2 separate regions of the Danio rerio genome follow, and region 1 is linked to region 2. Evidence: chromatin contacts called from public Hi-C data. All regions are on one chromosome and are shown on one strand. The core of a region is the stretch at or near the end of the contact, and the rest is flanking DNA. Distances in the headings are between cores, read along the strand shown. Region 1 holds the start of gde1 (glycerophosphodiester phosphodiesterase 1). Region 2 holds the start of si:dkey-246e1.3.

Evidence for each region. Hi-C and Micro-C count contacts between places; a contact is called where the count stands out from the background.
Region 1: a contact with region 2 is called in a Hi-C map of embryo, with 3 times the contacts expected there. The contact joins the promoter of gde1 here to the promoter of si:dkey-246e1.3 in region 2. A contact is called at or near these places in 1 of 18 Hi-C or Micro-C datasets (embryo) and 1 of 4 datasets of contacts at active chromatin or transcription factors (embryo).

What each region holds. Positions count from the first base shown.
Region 1 is chr22:27,565,491-27,569,353 of GRCz12tu, reverse strand. It overlaps gde1 (glycerophosphodiester phosphodiesterase 1), which reads left to right and starts at 1,709. Exons shown (of 6, transcript NM_200243.1): 1 at 1,709-2,164. The coding sequence starts at 1,898.
Region 2 is chr22:27,809,566-27,813,364 of GRCz12tu, reverse strand. It overlaps si:dkey-246e1.3, which reads right to left and starts at 1,945. Exons shown (of 3, transcript XM_701337.9): 1 at 1,821-1,945; 2 at 1,542-1,638; 3 at 1-200. The coding sequence starts at 1,905. It overlaps LOC141380292 (rho-associated protein kinase 1-like), which reads left to right and starts at 3,329. Exons shown (of 3, transcript XM_073937750.1): 1 at 3,329-3,773.

The DNA.
Region 1 (3,863 bases), core at 460-2,959, 240 kb after region 2:
GTGAATTAGAGAAGGAATCGATAAAACACCTGTTTGTTGAATGCACATATACCCAAATATTTTGGTTTGATGTTGAACATTTTATATTTAAACTTACTAAATTAAAAATTCAGTTTTCTTGTAAAAATATTTTTTGATATTCAATAATAACAACTAAACCTTGGAGCAAAATTTGTTTATTAATTTAATGATAATATATGGGAAGTACCATGTACACAAACAAAACTGATCCAATGATAAGCCTAATATTTATTTGTTTAAAACTTATCTTATGCATATTGAAACCCTACAAGACATAACAAATAAAAAAGCTATAAGAATGTGTGCAATTCTGAAATAATTTTTCTTATGCAATTTTTTGTAATTTATATATCCCTTATATATTTATATATACATATATCCCGTAATTTTATTTATTTTTTATTATTATTATTTACTGATTTGTTCCTTTGATGTGAAAAAGTAAGCATTTTATTTCTCATTTTGCATGACATTTTCCTTGTTATTAATTATTCGGTGTCATTAATATTTAATTAAAGTGAAAATAAAAACAATTAATAAGCATTTATATATTATTATTCGACACGTTATTTCTAATTTTGGCAAAAATTTTAGCATTAAAAAACAATTGATTGTTTCAGTACCATAAAAGTGTCGTGGGTAACATCAAGGGTGCGAATTACAGGGGGGTTGGAGGGTGGGGGGATTGACCCCTCATTAACACTTCTTTGTCCCCCCTGAAGGACATTAAAACAAGATGAATAGGGGGGGTCAGCTCTTTAATAGCTCTTTAATTAAATATTGAAAATAAAAAATTTATAACATAATAAATATACCCTTATAATGGTTCATACCATGTGTGAAAATATAATCGCCCCAATCAATACTAAGAAAAAATATCATTCAACAACAGTCTGAAACTGGCACCGATAGACATCTCAAGTTTTCACAAAACACTTCTTGTAAAATAGTTGTATTTTGACCTTCAGCAACTTCTAAAAAATCACTAAATATCAATACACTGAAAGCGTATACATTTTAATAATAAATGAGGTGTAATTTTAGTACATTAATACATTTGATTCACTGAAGAATGTATTACCAAACTACTATCAAAAAAGTTGACCCATTCGTTCGTCAATGTATAATTCGCACGCTGGTAACATCAATGTTTAAAGTAATTTGTTAAAAAAAAATACCGATAAATTAATTTTAAAATCTAAATTTGAGCACAACTACCCTAAGCGATGTGAAGCTGGACTTGATAGAAAGTCTAGCATACTCCAAAATAAAAGTACTTCCGTTGCCATGACTAAAATTCAGTTAAATAAACACATCAAATGATAAATATTTCCCGCAATTGAAACCGGTAATAATGATTCTATTTTTAGTTTTTATCTCATTTCATAATTGTTTTTAATAAATCGGACAGTTTTTTCGCTCAAAAGTCCTTCATGGAGTCGCAGGACTTTCATTTTTGTTACATTGCAGAAAGTGTCCATCAAAGCATCGCGTCTAATACTTGTATTTTATATTGTACTTTAATTGTTCCTCAAGTAGACAAAATAAGTTATTCGCATGGTATGACACTGTGTGGGATATATTTAATTAACACTCTCAATTGTGATGAAGTCAGCAAGTCGATCGGGTCACGGGAGCAATTTCGCAATGTGTTCGTTATGTCATTAATACACTTTAATGGCAGTTCATTCATGCAAGCGATATGTTGACAGACAGACGTGTGGCAATGAATGAGCCAAGACCGAACACGACAGTTTGAGGACACTCGCAATGCGGATTTCATCTGACAGCTTCGAGAGCAGCGCAGATCCTGCGTGTTGACTGATTTGTTGCAGAAATAGCTCTTGTTTTGGGTTTGTAGGATCATTTCCTCATCATGCTTCAGTTGGGAGATGGACTCGTACTGTTTTCTACTGTTTTCGTCGTGGTTCTGGTGGGAACTAGGAGCGCTGTGTGGCCCACGGTGCTCGCGGCCTCTCTCTACCTGTTTCTGGTGATGTTTCGGTTCCCTCAGGTTCCCTCCAGCCGGACCAGACAGGTGCTGCAGCCCGGCTCCAGAGTGCCTGCGGGCGGCGTGTCGGCGGTGGCTCACCGCGGTGGAGGACACGACGCCCCAGAGAACACTATAGCTGCTATAAGAGCGGTGAGCACATCAGTGTGTTTCTGATTAATATTAATGCATATAATGCATTTACAGACAATACATGACGCTAATATGCCAAACAAAAAAGTGTCACATAATTTAATGACAGAGGTGGAGAGATATTTTGTATTGAGTGTATTTAGTCCAAATTGGTACAGTTGTTAAACCCTTGCATATATGGGTCTAAGCAGGGCAGGGGTGCCCAAACTTTTTCTTATGAAGGGACAAAAACCAAACTTGATTGAGGCTAGTGGGTCGAAGAAGGTAAATAAAGATGAGGTCATTTAAAATGGGTAATTTGCTAATTTATCTAATAGTTTAAAAATGGCTATAAAACATATCTTTGTATTATTACAAATTATTATTACATATATTATTACAGTATATTTTTACATTTTAAAATAAATATATTATAGTAAAAACAAAATCTAATGTATAACAAAATTACACTAGTTTTTGTCTTGCCGATGTGTTCTGCATAGTCTTCTATCCATCAAGTGACAGCATTTCCATTTTATAAAATCAGATTCATTTACAACATTCAATTGAAACATTTAATTTTAGTTTGCTTTTTTTGTCGCTCAGCAGTAAAACAAATAAAAAAGATTACACCAAATTACATGCGAGTGTAGTTAACTCAGAATTGACTGAAAGTTAATTCTACTCATTTGAAAAGAGTTTTGAACTCAGTTTTGAAGGCAACGAGTCAATTAAAAACCTCACAGAACTCATTAGGATTAGTTTTTGAACCATAATGGTTTGTTGCAATAGGTTTCTTCAAATGGTTTGAGGTACCTTAACTTTTTGGGTTTCACAGTGTAGAAATGACAATCTCTATGTTAAAGGCATTCGCCCTAACTATTTCGATCATACTCTCCTCTCAGATGGGATGGTGGGCCAAATAAAAAGTTACAATGGGCCAGCTATAGTTCCACGGGCCCTACTTTGAGAATCTCTGGTCTAAAGGAAAGCGACTGACTTCTGACTTTCAATATCTTTGCAATAAGTTAATTTCTTTTCTTGGTATTCCAGGAATTTCTTAATTAACTCGTTTTTGACCATTACAAATTGTTATTTATTTCTTACATTTAAAAATATATGTATTTATTTATTGTTGGTATATTACGAAATATGTACTTAAGGGAATGTTTAATAATAAACTCATATCAAAACATACAAACATAAAAATTCCCAGCCATGCATGACATTATATAAGAAATGTATGTGGATAATTTTAGACTCATGTTGTGCATTAGAAGTGCTTTTACATACAGGTAGCATGTGCATTAAAGGGCAAAGGTATAGTTGACGTAAATAACTATTCCTGCCACAGAAAGAAAAAATATGTAAAGGTGTAAACTCAGAAGAATGCCTATAAACGGATAAGCTTATAAAAGTCACCTGAAATAAAGTCACAATCCTGGGGGGCAAAAAGTCAGAGCTGAGATTATGAGCTTGAGTAACAATGTTGTAATGTAAACTAGTTTAAATACATTTTTAATTTTATACAGACTCAGTTTTAAACTCAACTTTTACAATATCCTAATCTAAACATTGTCGGAGTTTCTCTGTTTACTCGACTTAAAAATGCTTTCTCTGTGGATTATCACCTAGCCTAGGGGTGTCAAACTCAATTCCTGGAGGGCTGAAGCCCTGCACAGTTTAGTTCCAACCCTGCTCCAACACACTTACCTGTAGG
Region 2 (3,799 bases), core at 696-3,195:
TGTCTTCCTCGTGTCCCACAGGCAGAGGGTTGGTGTAGATGTAGTGGATCCGTGAGTTGTCTTTTGGGCCCTCCAATCTTCTGAAAAGTGCGAGTGGGTTATGGAAACGGTCGGTTTTCACTGCAGAAGTAACATCCACTGGCTCCTCGGGAAGCTCACAGGACACAGCGCTCTCATAGACACGAGCCCTCTTATACTTCCTATGAAGAACACAAGTTATTAGACGCAATTTCATAATAATAATAATAATAACAACTCCTTACATTTATTTAGAGCTTTTCTGGTCACTCAAAGTGCTTTACACATTTTTAGGGGGAATCTCTTCATCCACCACCAGTGTGCAGCATCCACCTGGATGATGCAACCGCAGCCATATTGTGCCAGACCACACACCACTTCTTTTCAGCAGTCTAGCTTTCCCATGTGGTCTCCCATCCAGGTACTGACTGGGCTCAACCCTGTTTAACTTGAGTAGGCGACCATGTGAGAGTTGCAGAAAGCTAGCGAGCTGGCTTCTAACTATAATATAATCTGGTGTTCCAAAATGATTATTTTTTCCAACACCAAGAGTTGACTTATATCTACAAACATTGTTTAAAAATGAGAAGAGAACCCCCAAGGATATTATTGTGCAGCAGTAGTTATACCATGTGAGAGTTGCAGAGAGCTATAGTTGCCGGCTAATTTGAGATCCAAAAAGTAGGTGTTAAGAATGAGTCTAATACATTTGTGAGAGAATACAATTCTTGGGGAAATGTAAATATTTAAATAATATGAATGAAGCAAAAACCCTGGTTAATGTAATGCATTTAAGGAAAGAATGCAAACTTTCTTGAGAGAAAGCAGTATTTTTGTTAAGGGAACATTTTTGGGGGTAAATACAAAAGATTTATAGGCATATTCTGAGTTTCTTGGGAACACAATACATTTGAGAACAGAGCAATTTTTCTAAAGGGAAAACTAATTTAATTGAAGAATGCAATAAAATACTAGCTAGCAAACCTTGTTCTGGAAACAGTACTTTTGGGAGAGACTGCAAACTTTCCCCATGCAGGGTACACACAATTTATTTGGGGATTACAATGTTTTGTTACTTTCTAAAGGAAACACCTCTTGCTAGGAAGAAATAAACAAAAGCAAAAATCCGAGTTGGAAGCAAAATGGTTAAACATTCTGGGTGAAATGCATTTTTTTTTTTTTTTTTGAGGAAATATATATATTTTTTTCAAGTAAATGCAAAGTTTCTTTTAAGAATGCAGTGCTTTTGAGATAGGAACAAAAACTTTCTAGAAGGAACAAAAATACTTTTGCAAAATGAATGCAAAGTTTTTTTGGAAAGCACAATATTAAATATTTCTTCTGAACGAAACACATTTTAAAAGTCTGTTAGGTTTTTCTGACTTTACTTCATACCATATAAACACTTTTAATTAAAACGGAAGTTCACATCTTGGAAAATATTTTTTTTTTCTACAATGCATTGATACAGTATTATCCATACGTTATAATGCCTAAATACTTCTGATTTTTTTTTCACTCACCTCCTGTGTCTCAGGTATGAGAAACAACTGATAATTCCTGCCACAGCCAGGATGAACAGAGCTACTGCAGACAGGGTGATGTTGAACATCTTTACTTCTGTGTGAAGAAAGTGAGAATCCTGTGATTTATGGATGAAATTGTGCATAAATAGTGCAAGAGCACATTTATAATCGCTATTATTTTATTTTATTTAATCCACATACAATATTAATTTAAACAGACAGCACAAACACCTTAATGTAAAGTAAATGATAAATCAAAATGGCACTTTTTCTCACCATAGAGAGTAGCTTGTGTTTCTGTGTTGTCTGTCTCGAATGATGCCGTCCCGTTAGGAGATGGAGTGATCCCCGTTAGACTCATGTTGTCAATACCATAGGCCAAAAGTGAGCAACAAACTGCTCAGACTAGTAAGAGACAGCCAGAATACTCATTAGTATGAGCCCATGTGACTCAAATGGACTTGTTTCCATGGTAAATGTGCTACCTCACCACCCCGGTGGCCCCCTAACTTCATTCAGCTGACAGTTTGGGGTCTTTAAAGATCCAGGCCACATTCACAACCAAAACAGTGAAACGTTTTTGTGTCAAAGAATCCAGAAAACAAGATTCACTTGGAAACTTGGTGTAAGTATTTGTGCAAAATAAACTCGTTGCATCTCTTTTTGCGAAGCCTGTTGCAGTCTGATTGGAAAAACACAAAGTCTGTGTTCATTAGTGTTCATGCTTCATTTCATCTGGGACTTTAAAAACAATATTACGCAATTATCTCTGGCTCTCTACATGAGAATGCTTGGAAATAATCCCCTGATGCTCACATATATCCCACATTGTTTACAATTATGTTAGATATTATTTTTGAACAGCCTTCAAAGTTCTTTTCTGAAATAGTTATTTTTTCTATTATTAGACGACCCCAGTGTTCTTTCTATTTATAGGATGAGCAGATTTTTGAAGAGCCTTCAGATGTAAACATCAACTTGGCAACACATTTGTATTTTTAAGACACTGGGAATAGCTAAATCCCGGCTCAAATGGGTCATAATTATCAGTGTCTTAGTATGATGACATACTATGAACCAATCTAATGTCCGCCGCTTATAATAATATAAATATAACCTCTATTCAGGGCGAAGCAGTGGTACAGTAGGTAGTGCTGTCGCCTCACAGCAAGAAGGTCGTTGGGTCGCTGGTTCGAGCCTTGGCGCGTGGGTTTCCTCCGGGTGCTCTGGTTTCCCCCACAGTCCAAAGACATGCAGTACAGGAGAATTGGGTAGGCTCAATTGTCCGTGGTGTATGAGTACAGTATGTGTGTGGATGTTTCCCAGAGATGGGTTGTGGCTGGAAGGGCATTTGCTGCGTAAAAACTTGCTGGATAATTTGGCGGTTCATTCCGCTGTGGCGACCCTTAATAAAGGGACTAAGCTGACTAGAAAATGAATGAATGAATGAATGAATGAATAACTTCTATTCAATGTTCTCTGACTATAACTCATGCTAAATGTAGCCTACTGGCAACCTAAAATGGTTTTTAGACTTATCATGGAAACTACTTGGAAAATGGCAGAAAACATATTTTCGAAGGTCTGCTTGCACAAAATATAACTAATTAGGGACTTTTACCAGTAAACTGATAAAGTTATTTGTCTGTCATCAGTTTGACTTTGTACATTTTATTTAATGTATTACAGAAACCAACCGCTAGATGTCAGTGTTGGCGATCAAGTCAGGCCGTCAAACCATTCTAAGGAGCAAACTTTAAAAACAACGTTTTAGGCTACATAACAATTATAACATAGTATAGACACATACAATATATATTCTGGTATAACTGAGTCAAACGTTATCATTTTTAAATGAAATACTAAATTTGGATGTTTGCTTAGACATTCTTTTTGTTTTTAAAATGATTATTAGTTTTTTTTTTAGTGATTTACGCTAAATAAACAATTGGTCAAGTAACACTAGCCTAAATATTTGGAAAACGAGTAAACTGCTCTTCTGTTTGTGTATTTTAACTCAACGACGAGTTTCCCGCGAGGTCTCCTGAAGAGCCAAAGAGAAAACGATAGACTCAAATTCCTGAACCCTTCAGGTTTCATCGGTAACCCAAACCTTCAGCAGGTGTTTATGAGCGGGAACCGTCTGGAAAGTCTTCCTGCTGGCATCTTCCTTCAACAGAAAGAGCTTGTTTTTCTCGACCCTAGAAACAACACTGAATTTGCCCTCAGGTATGTTGGGTGGACGTTTGTATGCG